Regions from separate parts of the Sus scrofa genome. Here region 2 is linked to region 1. Evidence: chromatin contacts called from public HiChIP or PLAC-seq data. All regions are on one chromosome and are shown on one strand. Each heading gives the region's core, a stretch centred on a gene start, on an enhancer-like site or on the middle of the called end of the contact. The rest is flanking DNA. Distances are from core to core; before and after follow the strand shown. Region 1 overlaps PTPRJ (receptor-type tyrosine-protein phosphatase eta). Region 2 overlaps PTPRJ (receptor-type tyrosine-protein phosphatase eta).

Region 1 (6,492 bases), core at 3,405-5,904:
CCTTTTCTGCACTTAGTTCACTTTGGTGCCCAGTGTATGCATCTGCGGAAATTGCTTTTCTCCCATTTCACCCCCAGGACAATTACACTTTGAGCTAACTTTACAAAGATGAGCTTCCTGTTGCTTGCATTCTTTTAAAAAAGTACTTATGAGGTGTTCCCTATGCCCAGGTATCTTGTGGGGTGTTGTTTGCAAGGGTCTTTTTTTCCCCTGTGGTCCCTGGAAGAGTTTGGGACCTGGCAGAGCTGGACTTGCCTCCTGATTTTACCTCTCACTGACCATCTCTGTCCCCCTGGATGACAGATCACTGATCTTTCACTTCCTTTATCTGTAAAAATGAAGGTTATTGTGAAAATCAGACACCTCGCGTTGTTGTTATGGTGCCAAGCAGTGTTTTTTTGTTGCAAGTAATAGGTAGTCCAAACAAAAGTAGTTACATCACAGGGGATATTTCATCTCCATAGACAGGAAGTCTGGAGGTAGAAAGAGTCTAGGATTGTTTGCGCTGGCATTACAAGGATCCAGGTGTTTTCCCTCTTTCCTCACATCAGCCATCCTCAGCAGGTGGGTGAGTTCTCCCCTCTTGGTCACAAAGTAGCTGCAGCAGCTCCAAGTATCATGGGCAGATCTGATGACGTCCAGCAAAGTAGGATGGTATTTCTTTCCATGTAATTCCTTCTTCTCACTGAGGAAGCTCTCCCCCAAAAGACCCCTTGTAGACGTCTCTCAGGTCGCCTTGTCCCATGTTTTTGTCTGGGTTCTTTAGATCCTCTGAGTCCTGAGGCAGAGATGAGGGTATTGCCGCTTTATTTGGAAAGTCAGGCTTGGGGAAGTCAAGAGGAGGGAATAGAAGGGGAAGTGAGGCCAGAAAAGAAGTACAGCCGTGTAACTCAGTGTGTTATCACTGGCGACTGTTTCACAAGGAGCCTCCAAGAGATACGTGACACACAGGGCCTTCTTTGGGAAGGTTGACAGAGAAACTGTACCTGGTTTGTCAAGGAGGGTTACTGATCATATCTTTTGAAATTATTATTATTTAAATTTTGGGAGTTCCCATCATGGCGCAGTGGAAACAAATCTGACTGGGAACCATGAGGTTGCAGGTTCAATCCCTGGCCTCGCTCAGTGGGTTAAGGATCCGGCGTTGCCGTGAGCTGTGGTATAGGCCGCAGATGCGGTTCGGATCTGGCGTTGCTGTGGCTCTGATGTAGGCTGGCAGCAACAGCTCCGATTTGACCCCTAGCCTGGGAACCTCTATATGCCACCGGTGTTGCCCGGTAAAGACAAAAGACAAAATAAAATAAAATAAATAAATTTTGTAGTTAAAGTATAGTGGATTTACAGTGTGGTGTCAGTTTCTGCTGTACAGTGAAGTGACCCAGTCATACACATACATTCTTTTTTTGAAGTTCTCTTCCATTATGTTCTATCTCAAGAGATTGGATATGGGTTCCTGTGCTGTATGGTAGGACCTCATGGCTTATCCGTTCTAAATGTAATAGTTTGCATCTATTAACCCCCAATTCCCCGTCCATCCCACTCCCTCCTCCCTCCCCCAGGTGACCACAAGTTTCTCCGTGACTCTGAGTCTGTTTCTGTTCTATAGATAGGTTCATTTGTGCCACACTTTATTTATGTATTTGCTTTTTTTTTTTTTTTTTTTTTCTAGGGCCGCTCTTGTGCCCTATGGATGTTCCCAGGCTAAGGTTCGAATTGAAGCTATAGCTGCCGGCCTACGCCACAGTCATAGCAACGCAGGATCCGAGCCTTGTCTGTGACCTACATCACAGCTCCTGGCAACACCAGATCCTTAACCCACTGAGCGAGGCCAGGGATTGAACCTGCAACCTCTTGGATACTAGTTGGGTTTGTGACCACTGAGCCACAATGGGAACTCCCTGTGCCACATTGTAGATTCCACGTATAAGTGATATATATATAAATAATATATGGTATAACAATTTAAAAAATAATTTCAATTATTGTTAAACCTTTCTTAAGTCCTAGTACATTTCTCGCCAGTTGCTTTACATTGGAAAGTAGTGTCACTAGTGGTTTAGAGTTCGACTGCCTGGGTTCAAATCCAGGTTGCTGCAGCTCACCAGCCCAGCAGGGACCTGTGCCTGCCTTTTAGGGCTGTTTGGAGGATTAAGAGAGTAATATCTGAAAGCACGGGGAAAAGGGTCTGGCAGCGTCAGTGCTCTGTGCGAAGTGGGCCAAATGCATTGAGAATGTAGAGTCAAAGTGTGATTTTAATCCTTGGAAACTTGCCTTTTTGCCATGACTGTGACCCTTGAACGCTCACCTGTGGAGCCCCGAGCTCTTTGATATGTTGGCCTGGGTGGCGATCACGAGCCAGTCAATGTTTCTTGGGTCTAAGACTGTGAAGGACATAGGTTGAAAGGCACAGACATTCCTCGCCTTCGTGGGTGCCTTCCTCTGACTTCCCTCGGCGAGCGGTCCCCACCCCAGGGCACCTGCTCTCTGTCCTGCCTCCTCTTTCCCTCTCTCCCCCGCAGCCGTCATGCCTCGGAGGCTGCCTGCTTGAGGTCCAGGGCTTCAGCACAGCACTTGGCACTTGCAGCTACCCCGTGGAGAACTGCTTGTTAAATGAGCCGAGCCGTCGTACTTTCTACCCTGAAGTCCTCATTTGCGGTCATCTTTCATTTCCCTTTCTTTCCTGGAAACAGTTTGAGAGCAGGGCCCAGATTGTTAGTGTTTTAGATGATATTTGGTGGGGTGGATGGAGGACTGAATGGGTTCCAGGTGAGGACACAACACAGAGATGCAGAGGCCAAGAGAGAACACCATTGCAAAGGGTTAGGACGTGTCATCCTGGAGTCACGAGGTTATGTAGTTTAATGTCTTCTAACTCTGCCCCCCCACCATTTTTTTTTTTTTTTTTTTTTTTTTGCTGCCCTGGGCTGCTGACTGAGCTCCTGACTCCTCCTTTTCCTCCCTCTCTCCTGGGGTCCATCCTGGACCATGTGGTTTGATGCATGGCACAGATTGAGAAGAAGGGGCTGGAGGCAGGAAGGTGAGCTGGAAAAGTTTTGGCCTGAGATGAACAGTGCTTGAGGGTAGAGCGTGGTGGTGGGAAGGGAACGTCTGAGTGAGTTTGAGGGGGAGTAGGAAAGGAGAGTCAACAGGGCTTGTGTCCTCTTCCCCCCGGCTTTCAGGGAGCGGGGAGAGGAAGAGTACTGGTGTCTGGGTCACTAGGAGACGGGGACAGGGGACAGGCGCCTCCTCCTGTCCACCTAACCCATGAGTATGAGTATGGATGTTGTCCTTGTCATCTCCATTTCATACATGCAAAGTGGCAGGATAAGTGGAAGGAATGCTGGGCTGGGCCCCTGGACCAGACCAGCCTTGGTCTTGGCCTTGGCCTTGCTGTGGGACCTGGGGCAAGTCTTTTTCCCTTCTCTGGGCCTTAAGGATTGCCCCTTCTACAAAACGAGAAGCTCATTTTTTCCTTCACGGGCACTTATGGAGAGCCTACTGTGTGCACCAACAGGTTTCTGTTCTCATGGAGTGTACTTTTCAGCTGGAGGAGGTGGATGCTAATTGAGGTGAATGCTGGGAGGAAACACTAGTGATGTGATAGAGAGTGAGTGGGGCTGATTTCCATTGGTGGGTTGGGATAAAGGACTCTGGAAAGAGGTGGCCTTTCAGGCCACGATCTGGCAAGGTGTGGGGGCAGAGTATCTTTGGAGAAGGAAATCGATTAGTAAAGGCTCCAAGGGAGAACCAGCTTTGAGCGCAATGCAAAGGAAGGGGCGTGAGAGGTGATGAGCACAGAGGGGCCACCCAGGCTGTGGTGAAGAGTTTTGCATTTTTATTCTAAGTGTGATGGGAGGTTGGAGGACATTTTTTTCCCCCCACTGGTATCCTTTTTGATTCTTTTCCTCTTTAAAAGGACCATACTTTGAAACAGCCTAGTAACCAAAAAGGCGTGTTTACTAAACAATAGAACGAATGGTCTTGAATTATTTTCGGCTTTTAAAATATGGGGAAATAATTTATGGATCACGATACCTATCTTTGAGGACCCCCCAGGGATCCAGAGATGGCAGATTGAGACATGGTCCACTGTACCCTCTTTAAGTTCCCTCTGGTTCAAACATTTATTCTTCTCAAAGCTGTTTGCCATATGATTAAAAAATTATTACTGCCACCTATTGATAGAAGATGAATTTTTTCACAATGAAAGTCTCAAACTCGGTGGGTTTCTTCTGTCGCTCGTCTGGCTTGACGCCCTCCGTTCTGGACCTGAAGTGCCTCTGGGGAAGGGAGTTGGGGTGATGGTCCTGCTGTTCTTTCTGACCCAGAGAACCTCAACTTGTATTTCACTGTCCTTCTGCCTCAGTGCACAGGGTAGAGACAGGTAGGGGTGTTGACCTAGGAGGCTGCTGGTGTCGGATGTTTCTGTGGGAAAAAACACCTGGTGGCTAACAGCTGTTTTGTTTCTCTACAACCGAGTCAGTCCATTGTTTGTAATTGACCTGCGCTTACACCGAATTCCCCTCTCCAGTGGCCCCACACCCTATCCTTGGCCAGCAGGCCTCTGCTTAATGTACGTCTTAGCACGCCGCCCCAGTTCTTACGTTCTCAACTGCTTTATTTCTGGTTTGCATTTGCCATGTCTGAATGAATCTGCTGACTTCCGTTTTCTTTTTCCGTTTCAGAACCTGTGCGCCGCCGCCGAGGACTGTAAGTACCTCTTCCCACGCCACGCTTGTGTTGTTCGCTACTGCCCCCTGCTGGACGCAGCGACACTAACAGCCATGTGAAAAATCACAGAAAATGCTAACTAACATTGGCTAAAACCTGCTTAGTTTCCAGTTTTTCTATCTTTAAATATATGTTTAATCTTTATTTTATTATATGACCCACAGGAATATCTAATGCAAGGGAAATATCAAATTTTTATTTTTTAGCTTTAAAAAAAATTTTTTTTTTATTAAAGTATAGTTGATTTATAATGTTATGCCAATTTCTGCTGTACAGCGTAGTGACCCAGTCATACATATATATATGTTCTTTTTCTCATACTATCTTCCATCATGTTCAATCCCAAGAGACTGGATATAGTTCCCTGAGCTGTACAGTAGTAAGACCTCATTGCTTATCCGTTCTAGATGTAATAGTTTGCACCTACCAACCTCAAACTCCCCATCCATCCCACTCCCTCCTCTCCCCTGGTTTTTCTTTAGAGGTGTGATGAGGGTGGAAACAGCAAGTGAGAGAAAAAATTCAATCAATTGTGCAGTCCCGACAAATTAAAAATAATTTTTTTCTGTGATTTTCTTCCTTTACATAGGTGGGTGATTAAAAAAAAAAAGGCTGAGTTTTCAAGATTTATATTTATTTCGTGTACTGTTATCCCATAAGTTTCTTTCTTTGTTTCCTTTTTTTCTTTCTTTCTTTTTTTTTTTTTTTTGGTTGCTGCATTGCCCTGTGATTTTTAAAGTGACGTCAGGCGTGTGTATAAGCTTTGGGAAGCCAGATGTAGCCTCTTGCGTGTTTTGCTTCATTGTGAAGGGCTGAGTCTCAGTTGCTAACTAGTGCTGGTCCATTGACATCCTCCTGGATCTATAGTAAAACGAGAAAAATAAGGACAGTGCTGTAACTTTTTTTTTTTTTTTTTTTTGGCTTCACTTTCAGCCTATGGATGTTTCCAGGCCAGGGATTGAATCGAGCAGCAGCTGTGACCCACACTGCAGCTGAGGCAACACCGGAGTCTCACCTTCTGTGCAGGGCTGGGGGTGGAACCTGAGCCTCTGCAGCAACCAGAGCTGCTACTGTTTTGTTTTTTTATAGCCCTACCTGTGGCATGTGGAAATTCCCAGGCTAGGGGTCTAATTGGAGCTGTTTACAACTGCTGGCGGCCTATACCACAGCCACAGCTCATGGTAACACAGGACCCTTAACCCACTGAGCAGGGCCAGGGATCGTTACCTGCTCAGTAATGATGCTCATGATGGGAACTCCTTTTTGGGGGTTGGGGGGGCTTTTTAGGGCCACACTTGTGGCATATGGAGGTTCCCAGGCTAGGGGTCGAATAGGAGCTGTAGCTGCTGGCCTACAACACAGCTCTGCTGAGCCACGACAGAAATTCCCAGAGTTGGATTCTTAACCCACTGTGCTACAGTGGGTATAGTAACTTTAATGAAACTAAATATATTCAGTTGAAAGCACTGTTTATTCTGGGATTTTGTCCTTACTAATTTTTTTTTTCTGCTGCTTTTTGCTTTTTGGGGCTGCACCCGCAGCATATGGAGGTTCCCAAGCTAGGGATCTAATCAGAGCTACAGCTTCTGCCCTACACCACAGCCATAGCAACATCAGATCTGAGCCACGTCTTGACCTACAGCACGCTCACGGCAACGCTGGATCCTTAACCCACTGTGCCAGGCCAGGAATCGAACCGCAACCTCATAGTTCCTAGTTGGATTCGTTTCCACTGCACCAGGACAGGAACTCCATGTCCTT
Region 2 (7,214 bases), core at 405-2,904, 93 kb before region 1:
TGTCTTACTCATCCTCCTTGGAGATAAGTCTCACAATGGGTGGTATCTGGGGTGCAGAGTTTCCCCTGTGAGAACACAGTGAGATGAACTTTGTGTGGGCTGCCCTGTTAAAAACAAGAAGCCATAGGTTGGAAACAACCAAAATGTTAAGCGGCGGGGGATTGTGGAAACCATGGATTATGACGCAGTCATCACAAGTGCTTTGAAAGAACACTTCATGATACGGGAAGGGGAAGAGGTTCATAACATAAGACCTTTACAGTTGTGGGCTACAGAGTAAAGTGGAAACCCAGTTGGGTAACACAATCAGTCAGACTTCAAACTCAAAAACATGTTTTGCAAGGATACGGGAGTACTATAGTGCGGTCTTTAAAAAAAGCCTGATGCGGCAGCTCTAGGCCAAGGCCCGGCTCTGCCCCTTAATTGCTGAGTGCCCTTGGGCAAGTGCCTGGACCTTCCAAGCTTGGGCAGGTCATCTGGAGTTTGGGAGAAGTATCTTGCCTCTGGGCTGTAAGAATTCAGGGAGATATCTGGGCCTTCAGAGGCAGGCAGGGCTTGCCTCTGACCTTGGACCTCCTCCTCGGGTTGTTGCACTGTGGTTGTTGTCAGGCCAGACCGTATTACTGCTGCTTCAAGCCCGTCAGAGCCGCTGGTGCCTTCTGGATGCTGGACCTGTGCAGCGTGTGGGCTCATGTTGCCGTGTTTCTTGCCGTGTCCTCCAGTGTGCTGTGCCCTTTTTCTTGCCACCAGTCCTGTCCACCTGCTGAAATTACTCTTGTATTTTGCCTCCCTTAAATAGATGGGGTCACCCCAGGGTGCCACGTCACAGGGAATGCTTTGCTGGTACCAACCTTGCACATCAGCTGGTTTCGATCCACACCCTCTGAGTGGTGCTAATTGAATGGACCGCAGCCCCAAGGTGGTGGTTTCAAGGTTGGCAACCAGGAGGCTTTGTTGGAAGGCCTACCACCCACAGTGTTGAGTGCCATGCCTCTCCATTCAGCATGGTCCCCTGAGCCTGCTCTGTGCCACGCCCTGTACTGAGTCTCAGGGGAGTAGGAATGGAGGGTCACGTCTCAGTAGTCAAGGGCCTCACGTTCTAGTGCGGGAAAGAAGGCGCGCCTGCTCTGGACACGGTTGGACGGGGGAGGAGGGAATGGAGAGAAAGGGGGCTGGGCCCTGAGAGAGGATGGCTCACGGGTCTCAGCCCCCTTCCTGTCCCTGGCACTTAGCCCAGGGCCTGCACACAGGGCTGCTGAGAATGCAGCTCAGGGTTGCATTCAAGATGTCCAGCTCTGCGGGGCAGAAGTCAGATGACCAGTAATGTTAAAATGACACTTGGGCTCATGTTCACCTATAGGCCGCTTGAATTTCTTTCAAACACACGTACGAGGTGCCTAGAACTAGGAGGACCGGGACTCTGGCAGCTGGGTAGGTCCACATGAGGTGTGGACACAGGCCACAGCAGCCTAGGGGCACAGAGGGGCCTGAGGTCAAGGCCAGGGTTCAGCTAGAAGCCTGGGCGGGTACTCGGTCCTCAGTACTCGGTAAATAATTAACAGTCGTTTCAGGAATGAGTGAATGTGCACCAGAACCTGCGGGGTGGAGCCGAGGCTGGGAGCAGCCCTCTGCTGCCCGGAAGTGCTTGGTAAACACTCGTTAATCATTTCCTGCCCAGCGAGCCCTGTGGGTGCCCAGGAGAGCCCTGGTTCGCATGGGGGAGGGGGTGCTCGTCACTGAGATGCCTGGCCTCCTGCCCGCCTGGCCCTCTGGGAGCTGGGGGGTGGCACCTTCCAAGGCAGCAGCCAGAGTGTCAGCCAGGGGAACCTGTTGCCAGGCGGCCTCTCGGCTTAGTGAGCACAACAGAAACTCGTGATGCCCCGTGTGGGCTGCCAGCCAGGGGCTCCTGGACAGACACACACCCAGGTCCTCTTCCCGGAGCCTCTTCCCAAAAAGTGCTGCCCTCCCTGGGGGTTCTGAGGACCCTTGTCTCACGCCCGACTTTGGGGATCTTTGCTTTGACTTGGATATTTCTCTGCATGCAGGTCACCCTGAGCCAGGAGTCTGGGAATTGGTCTTGCTGAAAGAGTGGGTTCTAGAATGTTCTGGGGCAGCCAGAGTGTCTGTATGTCCAGACCAAGGGAGCTGGTTAGGTCCAAAGGATCTGTTTGATTTTTTAAAAAATGCCTTGTGTTCCCAAGCTAGGAGGTGGTGGTGGTGGAGGGGGTCGGCTTGGAAACTGAGCATGCTCTCTGTTCCTTGGCTGTTATGGGACCATATCTTTATCTTCTGGGTGGCCCCGTTCCTTCTTAGGATCAGTCGGAGTCCTTAAGTTCTCAAGAACACTTGTGGTCTAGTTTCCATTCTGTGGGGGCAAGCAAGTTTGGAGAATTCTGGGCCAAGCAAAATCAAACGTATCTTTCTTGTAAGACTTCAAGGAACCTTCCACGTGCTTAGGACTCTTTCAGAGGGAGACGGATATTCAACTTTTTTCCCAAGATTTTTGTTTTACCTCATGTCTGTTTATTTCTGTATTTATTTCTTTTTTCTTTTTTTTTTTTAAGGGCTGCAACCCGTGGCATATGGAGGTTCCCAGGCTAGGGGAGTCAGAGCTACAGCTGCCGGCCTACACCACAGCCATAGCAATGCAGGAGCCGAGCTGCGTCTCACGGCAGCGTCAGCTCCTTAACCCACCGAGCAAGGCCAGAGATTGAACCCACAACCTCATGATTACTAGTCAGATTCATTTCTGCTGCATCTCTCTATTTATTTATTTATTTATTTATTATTTTATTTTTATTTTTTGGCTGCCCTGTGGCATATGGAGCTCCCAGACCAGGAATCAGATTCAAGCCGCAGCTGTGACCTATGCTGCAGCTGTGGCAATGCTGGATCCTTAACCCACCGCACCGGGCCTGGGATCAAACCTGTGTCCTGGTGCTGCAGAGAGGCAGATCCTGTTTCGCCACAGTGGGAACTCCTATCTTTCTCTTTAGAGTATCTCACGAGACCAGTGTTTCTAGGAACCTGCTGCAGAAAATTCATGAACTCCACAAATATTTATAGAGTAATTACTATATGTCAGTGGCTATTCTAGGTGCTTGGGATAAATCGATGACCAATTCAGACCAAGAGCTCTACCCTGGAGGAACTTACCTTCTTGTAAAAGCGACGAACTGATCTTTATGGAGGATGTACTGTGTATCAGGTGCATGCCTGATCACCTGTTATCCTGTTTAACCCTCGCACAGCCTGGTCAGACAGATGGACCATTTCACAGATGAGGTAACTGAGGCTCTAGGGCGTAAAGTGACTTGCCGGCGTTGGCTGAATTATCCTTTTTGCAATATGCCTTTGCATTGCAGGAGATGCTGGTGAAGTAAGGAACTCCTGGCAGAGGCATCAGGGTCTGTGGTGGGGATCTGTTAGCATGTTGTTGTGACCTTTTCTAAAGGTCCAGTGGAGAAACTTTTCTGAGGCTCTGAATCAGGCAGGGAAAGATGTGCTTCTCTGGAACAACTGGTTTGTTTTCCTGTTCTGGGCACCGAGAATCTCGTGGCCGATCATGTTTCCCTTTCGCTTTGGTTACTAAGCACCTGAGAGCGAGGTTTGTGGCCTATCTTGACACTTCTGCAGGAAGGCATCATATGGTATTTTTCTATGTGCTGACCTTACCCCAGCCTTTGTTCTTTTTCTTACACTTATTTTCTCTTGGCCCGACTCCCTTGACTGTTTATTTTATTCTTTTGTGTTGTTTGTATTGTTCGAAGCCGCTGTAAATATTCGGTGGCTGGGGCTGAGTATAACTAAATTTAAAAAATAATGGTAAGATGACTTGTGTAAGATCCTCCAGCTAGGTTTTGGGGAGGCAGGCTCTTCCTCTGTCCACCACACAGCCAGCCTTTTGGGGTGAGGATCCACCAAGAGACAGGTCTGTTAGCTTTTGTAGCCACCGTTTTGGGGGTTTTGGAGGAAGCTGGGCTGGCTGAATTGGAGCCCTTGAGGGGGCTTGAATTGACTAGGATGTCTCTCACGTGGTTTGAGCGAAACTCTGGGCTATAGATTTGTTCTCGGTAAGGGCTACTCAGCCTCCCCTTCCTGCTTGCGGTTTCCAGGGGGCACAGACCTCCCTTGGACAGACCGGTGAGCACTGTGTACTCTTTTTTTTTTTTTTTTTTTCTTTTTCCTTTTTCTTTCTTTTTGGCCATGCCCGAGGCATGCAAAAGTTCCCGGGCTGTAGATCGAACCCAAGCCACAGCAGTGACACCATCAAATCCTTAACTGCTAGGCCACCAGGGAACTCAGCACTGTATGCTCCTTGCAGCTACTTCTCGTTCGTTATCCTCACGGCAGCTCGAGAGAGAGGAGGAGCACGTGGTGTTGATGAGGCAAGAGGCCTGGAGTGGCTGAATGGATGTCCTTCCAGGTGGTGCCTGAGCCCGCACCCCAACGCAAAACCAGACAGCTCCCACGAGAGCTCCCTGAACCCCCTGTGGAGGAGACAGCATGGGAGTGGGGAAGAGCTTAGAATTGGGGGTTTGGATCTCATGGGGCTTGGGTATTGGCCGCCACTGTGTGCTTATGGGTCAGTTACGTTTCTGAGCCTCGGTAGCCTCATCTCCAAAACGGGCACCCTAATCCCTGCCCCGCCAACCTCATGGGATCGTTGTGAGAAAATGAAGAAGATGAGCGTGGAAGCACTTGTCTGGTGTGAAGCATGGTGCCCATGTGTTGTGCTCTGTCTACGCTGTGCTGGTGATGAAGATGGTGGTGGGGGAACGTTATAGGAATATTGAGCCCTGTCCCCGTCAGCGTGGTAAACTTGACATACGTTATCTTAATGCACAGAGTCAGCAGATGAGTAGGGACTCTCATATCCCCTTTTTGCAGGTGGAAAAGATTAAGTAGTCTGCTTGAAAAGGATTAAGTACTTTATATAAGGTCACAGAGCTGTTACGTGGTAGAGCTGAGATTGGAACCCAGGCAGCTGACCCTGCAGCGGAACTTATTATCACCACGATCATGGGAAAGGGCAGGAGCCTGGGATCTTTTTGGGCAATGGCATTAACGCACATCAGTGGGGCAGGGGCAGGAAGGACCACCTGGGGGGCAGTGAGTCCATGTGGGTGGTCCCTGGAGGGCAGTGGGGCCTTGGGAACAGCCCTGGGCACCAGAGCTCATCTCTGAGCATCTTATGCCTCATGGGGTTAAAGGAAATAGGGGATGCATAGGTACGAGTCCCTTGCTATAAAAATGTTGGTGATACATGGATGACGTCCTGCACACATGAGGAATGGAGGGTGGTTAGTAGGAACGGCCACCTCCGTTTTTAAAAAGCCGCTTCCTCGCTGTTTTGATCACCCCTGGTATGCCAAATCTTCGTTCGGCCAATTTGGTGAGAATCCATTTTGCAAAGTGCCAGGCACAAGTTACACACCCAGGGATGTTGCTGAGGCTGGGGGCTGGAGTGTGAGTGGCAGGAAGCCCTGGGCCTGCCTTGGGAGAGCTGGGAGGCATCGTAGAAGTGAAGCCCCTGGGATGAGGGGCTCTGAGGGTCCTGGGGCTCTGAGGTGGGAGGGAGAATCCTCTCTTTTCCTTTTCTAGGTCTTTTTTTTCCTTCCCACGTACATGTAATAATAAAACTTTAAAAAATATGTAAAGGGAGTTCCCATCGTGGCGCAGTGGTTAACGAATCCGACTAGGAACCATGAGGTTGCGGGTTCGGTCCCTACCCTTGCTCAGTGGGTTAAGGATCCGGCATTGCCGTGAGCTGTGGTGTAGGTTGCAGATGTGGCTCGGATCCAGCGTTGCTGTGGCTCTGTCATAGGCTGGCAGCTACAGACCCCTAGCATGGGAACCTCTATGTGCCGCGGGAGTGCCCAAGAAATGGCAAAAAGACAAAAAAAAAAAAGTAAAAAGCAGCTCATTGAGACTAGAAGCAGGCCCAGGAGAAACAGGTTAAGTGGGAACAGGATCCTTTTGTAAGGGCCCGTTGGGGGGAGGGGGGGGCTGGCGAGCAAATCCCTCCTTCTGCGGGAGGCGGGGGTGGGGCTCCCTTTAATTAAGCTCGATGCGCTCTGGCTTTGAGTAGGTGACAGACAGCTCTTTTATTTCCTGCTTTGTTCTCTCCCAGGTACAAACTGACCACCGCCTTCATTCATGCAAATGGCAGCTGGCAGCTGCCGGAGGGGGAGGGTTAGATACTTAGGAGGAGAAGGCCGAGGCCTTCCTTTGCCCCCTCTCCTGAGTTTCCCTCTCTCCAGGCTTCCTAGGGGTGTGTGTGTGTGTGTGTGTGTTGGAGGTGGGGAGGCTTCCTAGGAGGCTTCCTAGGGTGTGTGTGTGTGTTGGAGGTGGGGAGGCTTCCTAGGGGTGTGTGTGTGTGTGTGTGTGTGTGTGTGTGTGTGTGTGTTGGGGATGGGGAGGCTTCCTAGGGGTGTGTGTGTGTTGTGGGGTGGCGAGGCTTCCTAGGGTGTGTGTGTGTGTGTGTGTGTGTGTGTGTTGGAGGTGGGGAGGCTTCCTAGGGGTGTGTGTGTGTGTGTGTGTGTGTGTGTGTGTGTGTGTGTGTGTTGGGGGTGGCGAGGCTTCCTAGGGGTGTGTGTGTGTGTTGGGGGGGTGGGGATCCCCCCTACCCCCCACCAAGGGCCTCTGGGATCTGGCTGTTGGTTGCCCACCACCCCATCTCCCTGTTCTTTTCCTGCTTTGGGGGCAGCCTCTTTGTGGAACGTGGAGGCGGCAGGGGTTAGGCGAGCGCTTGGCCTTTATGAGAGCAACGGAGAAGGGCTCTCGGTGGAAAGGAAGCACCCTTCCTGGTTCACCCTCTTCTGCCTGACCCCTTGCCAGACAGATACCTGGGGACAAGCCTGTTTGGTCTTGAGACCTCTTGCTTCACCAGTCTAGAAGCCCGCCCCCCTGCCCTCCCGCCCCGCTGAGCCCTGAAAGCAAACGTCGGAGAGCAGAGCAAAGATGGGTGCTGACCAGGAGAACTTTGTGCCCTCAGCCTGATTCTGACGGAAGGCAGTGACCCTGAGGAGTGTTGGTTGTGAGAAACATCCTTGGACTCAGAGCAGATGGTACACACTGGAGGGATGGGGTAGCCGTCCATTATGACACGAGCGCCTTGAAAATTTTCTAAAAACTAGGAGTCTCTGTCGTGGCTCAGCAGACAGAATCTGACTAGCATCCATGAGGACGCAGGGTTGATCCCTGGCCTCACT

The links. HiChIP or PLAC-seq counts read pairs in DNA pulled down with a chosen protein or histone mark.
Region 2: an H3K27ac HiChIP or PLAC-seq map of alveolar macrophages shows a contact between it and region 1. The contact joins two enhancer-like sites. A contact is called at or near these places in 2 of 47 Hi-C or Micro-C datasets (liver and skeletal muscle) and 1 of 2 datasets of contacts at active chromatin or transcription factors (alveolar macrophages).

What each region holds. Positions count from the first base shown.
Region 1 is chr2:14,602,938-14,609,429 of Sscrofa11.1, reverse strand. PTPRJ (receptor-type tyrosine-protein phosphatase eta) reads left to right here. Exons shown (of 25, transcript XM_021083062.1): 2 at 4,686-4,710. Among named protein-coding and RNA genes, the nearest start is that of TRNAE-UUC, 71 kb to the left of the region's middle. Within about 2 kb of position 4,654, at least 45 of the 83 cell types and tissues checked have an H3K27ac peak or open chromatin away from gene starts, as enhancers often do. A contact at or near this core is called in alveolar macrophages and liver, where this site is marked.
Region 2 is chr2:14,692,396-14,699,609 of Sscrofa11.1, reverse strand. All of the region lies in intron 1 of PTPRJ (receptor-type tyrosine-protein phosphatase eta), which reads left to right. Among named protein-coding and RNA genes, the nearest start is that of TRNAE-UUC, 19 kb to the right of the region's middle. Within about 2 kb of position 1,654, at least 46 of the 83 cell types and tissues checked have an H3K27ac peak or open chromatin away from gene starts, as enhancers often do. A contact at or near this core is called in alveolar macrophages and liver, where this site is marked.